Regions from separate parts of the Callithrix jacchus genome. Here region 1 is linked to region 2. The links are chromatin contacts, called in public Hi-C maps. All regions are on one chromosome and are shown on one strand. Each heading gives the region's core, a stretch centred on a gene start, on an enhancer-like site or on the middle of the called end of the contact. The rest is flanking DNA. Distances are from core to core; before and after follow the strand shown.

The links. Hi-C and Micro-C count contacts between places; a contact is called where the count stands out from the background.
Region 1: a Hi-C map of induced pluripotent stem cells shows a contact between it and region 2, with 2.5 times the contacts expected there. The contact joins two enhancer-like sites. A contact is called at or near these places in 2 of 3 Hi-C or Micro-C datasets (induced pluripotent stem cells and skeletal muscle).

Annotation. Positions count from the first base shown.
Region 1 is chr19:30,487,200-30,489,899 of calJac240_pri, forward strand. No RefSeq gene overlaps it. Among named protein-coding and RNA genes, the nearest start is that of PRELP, 40 kb to the right of the region's middle. Within about 2 kb of position 1,427, at least 2 of the 16 cell types and tissues checked have an H3K27ac peak or open chromatin away from gene starts, as enhancers often do.
Region 2 is chr19:30,319,152-30,321,851 of calJac240_pri, forward strand. No RefSeq gene overlaps it. Among named protein-coding and RNA genes, the nearest start is that of BTG2, 37 kb to the right of the region's middle. Within about 2 kb of position 1,365, at least 14 of the 16 cell types and tissues checked have an H3K27ac peak or open chromatin away from gene starts, as enhancers often do.

The DNA of each region.
Region 1 (2,700 bases), core at 177-2,676, 170 kb after region 2:
TACCTCCAAAACACATCTCAACTTCACCCACTTCTTGACATCCCCATGGCCACTTCTCCAATGTAAGGAAGCAGCAAGCCTCGTCTTGATCACCACAGACCCCTGCTAACTACTGTCTCCAATCTCTCATCACCACAAAGCCCCTCTCCTACCTGACAGCCAGACGGGCTCTTCCTGTCAAATGGGATCATGCCACACCACTGCTTAAAGCCCTTTCATCTTTTACATTCTACTTAGCGTGTGACCCCAAATCCTAAATATGCACCCGCCTCCCCGACTTCTTCTCTCACAGCCCCTCAGTCCCTGGCGCTAGCCACATAGGCTTTCCTCCCATTTCTGCTACATGTCATCCCCCTGCTTGCCCAGGGGCCCCCACACATGCTTGTCCCACTACCTGGAATACACTTTCCTACCACCCAACTCCTAGACCTGCTCCTTCTCATCCTTCAGATCTGGGTCAAAGGTGATTTCCCATACAGACCCTTCTTAGCCCCCGACACCCCGAGTAGGTTCACCCTGTTATTCTCTTGCAGTGTCTTATTTTTTGGTTCTTTGGTAGCACACAGCGTGATTCGACATTATGTATTGATTTGTGCATTGACCATAAATCCCATGAGCACTGGGACCATTTTGTTTTGTTCACACAGCCAACCCAAGGCCAAACACAGAGGCACATGGAGAGTGTTCCATTAATATTTATTGAGCAAATGAAGAGCTTGGAGAAGAAGAGGTCTAGGGAGCCCACAAGGGCTATCCAAACCTGCAAGATGGGCTGGCAGCTGTGTAATCGCATATTTCAGAGCTGGGACCAATCTATTTAGCAAACACTAACACAGGACTTACTATGTATCAGGTACTGCTCTAAGCGTTTCCTAAATATTAATTCAATTAGGCTGGGCACGATGACTCACACCTGTAATCCCAGCACTTTGGGAGGCCAAGGCAGGTAGATCACCTGAGGTCAGGACTTCGAGATCAGTCCCACCAACATGGTGAAACTTCGTCTCTACTAAAAATACAAAAATTAGCTGGGTATAGTGGCAGGTGCCTGCAATCCCAGCTATTTGGGAGGCTGAGGTAGAAGAATCGCTTGAACCCAGGAGGCAAAGTTTGCAGTGAGTCGACATTATGCCACTGCACTCCAGTCCAGGTGACAGAGTGACACTGTCTCAAAATAAAATAAAATAATTCAATTAGTCACCCTAACAGCCCTGTGAGGCAGGTATTATTACCTCTGAGGCTCAGAGAGGCTAAGGAATTTGGCCAAGGTACCACAGTTGGTAGAGGGCAGAGCCAGATTTTGAACCAGAGTCCATGTTCTCAAGCACCTCAATATGAGGCCAGCATGTGGAAGCTTCTGGAAGTCTCTCTGGAGCAACAGAAGGCACCTTTCTCTATGGGGGTGGTCCCTAATGCAAGAGGCAGCAGACTCCAGGGGCCCAGGGAGCCCATGTGCTGGGAGGGATGCACACGGACTCAGGGGCCCCTGCGGACTCCAGGCCCATCTTTCACCTTGGGCCTGTCCAGAGCTGCCAGAGGAATAAAATGGATTAATAAATGAAGGTGCTTAAAAAGTCTGACCGTGCTTCTGGACTATATCTTGTTGCTCTTCCCCCGGCTTGCCTGGCCTGGAGTATCAGTGAGGCCTTCTAGTCTGAGACGGGTCAAGAGGTACAGCCAGGCAGAGGGATGGTTCATGTTCAGTTCAATCAGTCCATCACTCCCCCTCCAGCTGCCTGCCCTCCTTTCCTGACCACTCCCACCCCCTTCATCCCCTGCTCATCGGGAGGGGGAAGGGGGCAAAAGCAAACAGGAAGCCGCCAGCACAAGGCCAGGCCACTTAGAGCAACAAGTGCCTCCTGATTTACCAGGTTCATCCGCGCTGCAAGTTTTGGGATTACACCTAAATCCTTTGGCCCATCCTGCGGTGGCTCCGCACTGGGTTTGTTTTCCAGGCAGATTGCCTCCACTTGCCCTGGAATTTTTTCTGGCAATGAGGCCAATGCCATCAAGGTGAGGGGTTTGGGGCCAGGAGAGCTAGTAGTATCTATCCTGTGGAATGGGAGAAGTTTCTACCAGGTCCTGGCATTTGTCAGAGGAGCTGGGAGGGTGGCCTCAGCCTCCACCTGTCCCCTCATCCTACTTCTCTCAGAGCAGGCAGCTGGGTCAGCCAGCCAGTGGGATCCAGCCTGCAGGCTCACTCCGGCTGTTTGGTTTCAGTCTTCCTAGGATGGCAGCAGGAGCTACAGTGTGGTGGGCAGAGATAAGGTCTGTGCCCGAGGCGAGCACTGAGCAGGGCTGAGATGTCTGGGCGAGGGTGGGGTGTGGGAGGGGCTGCCCAAATGGCTAGGATATCATCTGAAGAGAAAAGATAGAGACAGGGGCACAGAGAGAGGGGTAGGGGTAGTTCCTAAAGCCTTGGGGAAGGGAAGGAGAAAAGGAGGATCAATTAGGATATTGAAGAAAAAATAAACAGATATGGTGGGAAAAGAAAGGAAAAAGGAAAAAAATATCCTTTCGTCCTGGAAAGCAAACTAGAGAAAATGATTTCATTCCTAAATTGCATTAGGAGGTATTGGGCTAGATGGGAGGAAGAAGGGAGGCCCTACCTGCCTTTTGTCCACTAGCATGAGTTATACAGTGAAATGCCTTAGAAGCTCCAGGATAGGATGAAACGCTTTGGAGAGAAGAGAGGGATCA
Region 2 (2,700 bases), core at 115-2,614:
GCCAACCGCTCTGAAGAGAAAAAGCTTCTTCCTAAGCCGCAGTAAATCCTTAGGGTTAATTGCAGCCCGAACATTCATTTCAAAGACCTCACTTCCTGAATCCCAGGAACGCCCAGGAGAATGGGGACCGAGGTGGCCTGGCCCAGAAAAAGCAAGATACAGACATTGTCTCAACCTGTACATTCTCAAGGAGAAAGAGGGCCCTCCCAGCAGGACAAGTGGGTGGGCCTCATGATCCTGGAGGGGCTGAGCACAGGGAAGGATGGCGTAGGAGACTCCACCAAGAAGGCGGTGACCCTGGGCTTGGGCACCCACTCCCTGCTGGAGAACCCAGCCTGGCCTGGCTTCCGGAGCCCTCCAACCTTCACCTTCATGCTACTTGACTTCCACCTAAATCCTGCACTGCTCCCTGTGGGAAGGCAGGGGTGTGACTTCTTGGTAGTCTCATCTGGCTGGTCTCCCTGGAGAGTGGGAGCTCCTTAAGGGGAGGGCTGATCCAGGCCCCTTCTGGACTTCAGTTCCCGCAGTGATCCCTAGTACGCTACCCCCCGAAGTGTCTGATAGAACACTGGCCCAGCATCGAGGCCAGCGCCTCTACTGGAGCTGCCCGCAACATGCTGTGTGATCCTGGGAAATGTGCTTAAGTTCTCTGAGCCTCATTTTTCCTTTTACACGACAGAGATAATCCTGCCTCTGGGAGAATGAACTGAAGTAAATTACCCTGATCCCCTAGACGAAAAGGAGGGAGCAGGAGAAATTCTTCCAACCCACAGGGCCCAGCACAGAGGAGGCGGCACCCCCAGTTTATTCACCGTGAACCTGGTGTGCCAGACAAAGTTCACCGGCAGGGGGCGCCAGGCCACCGCTCGGTGCTCAGCCTCACTTTGGGGAGCGGGCAGAGTCTGGTCTCAACAGGTCTCGCCTCTGGCACGGTGCGTCTCGCGGCCCAGAAAAGGCACCTTGTCCCCAGAGGTCTGAAGTCGCTGATTGTGTTTATTCAAAGCCAGCCATCGTTGCTCACCCGTCCGATTTCCTCTGGCTGTGTGTGGACGGGGGTGCGTGTGACCGCGTCTGTGCACCGGGGACGGTGCTGTGGGCTTTGTGCTGAGCCAAGGGTGCGGCTTCTCCTGTCCGCCAGGTCCTGGGCTCTCGGCCGCGGCCGGCAGGGGCGGTGCTGATGCTGCAGGAGGATCGGGAGCCACTGCCTCTGCTCAGCCCCGCGGGAGCCGCTCTGTGTGCCTGCAGCGGGAAGGGCCACCGGGCGGATTGCCTCCTTGGCCGGTGGCCCCTTCAACAGACCGGTCTCTCCGATGGGCCTGCTCGTTAAGTCAGTGTGAGGGCACACGGAGGAAGCCCTGCTTGCCTCTCTAGTCAGAAGAAAGGGGCCACGGGATTGTAAAACAGGCCTTCGGTTCTTGGATAAGAAGACAAAACCAAACCAAAAGCCTGCTGGGCTCACTGTCTTACCTGGAGGCAAGTGATTGCTCAGGCCAAATCACCCAACCTGGGCTCTGATACCTGCCGTCCCAGGTGGGGCCCATGCGAGGGGGAAAGGGGCCAGCATGGCCTCTGCCTGGGGCTCCCAGCCTGAGGGGGCAGTGTGTCCTCACCCCAAGAGACCAGTGTTTGCAGGACAATACTGTCAGGCTGGTACGAGAGGCAGCCTGTGGCCACACAGGATGGAGAAGAGGGACTCAAACTGTGAAACAGACAGGGTCAGGGAGCCCACTCCCATCTGACCCACCAGCCAGCAGCCCCTCTTTGCTTCCTCACTTTTCAGACAGAGTCACCCTTTTTTTTTTCTTTCTTTCTTTCTCTTTCTTTTTCTTTCTTTCTTTCTTTCTTTCTTTCTCTCTCTCTTTTTTTCTTTCTTTCTCTTCCTTCCTTCCTCCCTCCCTCCCTCCCTCCCTCCCTCCCTCTCTCTCTCTCTCTCTTTCTTTTTTGATGCGGTCTCACTCTGTTGCCCAGACTGGAGTACAGTGGCACCACCTCAGCTCACTGCAACCTCTGCCTCCCAGGTTCCAGAGATTCTCCTGCCTCAGCCTCCCCAGTAGCTGGGACTATACACCACCACGCCCAGCTAATTTTCATAATTTTCAGTAGAAACAGGGTTTCACCATATTGGCCAGGCTGGTCTCAAACTCCTGACCTTGTAATCTGCCTGCCTTGGCCTCTCAAAGTGCTGGGATTATGGGTGTGAACCACTGGAATCGCCCTTTTCATAGACACAGAAGGGTCACCACGTAATCATCCTTCCTAGGCTGAGGGTACAGACAGGAGCTGGCAGAGAGGGTACTGGGCAATTTCCACAGGGTCACCAGTCCTGGGGAAGGTTCCTGGGGTAGGTGGCTAGGGGTGGGGTAGAGGTGGGGGACTGCCACAAAGGCTTCCAAGACCCTGAAGGAGGCCAGGCACCTTGAGTCTTAAGAAGCCAGAGGAATCGTCTAATCAGGTGACAGTGCCCGTCCTCAAGGGGCCAGTGGGCCAGGCAGGCACGCACAGCAGCTGTGATACCTTCAGGCAGACCACAACGCACTCTACAGTTTGCTGAGTTATTTTACACACACTTATTCTGTGAGGTCGGCAGAAAAATGCAGCTCAGAGATGTTAGGTAACTTGTCCCAGGACACACAGCCAGGACTTGTGCCTGTATCTCCTGAGCTCTAGCCTGAACTGGCTCCTTAGGTAGCCTTTGCCCCT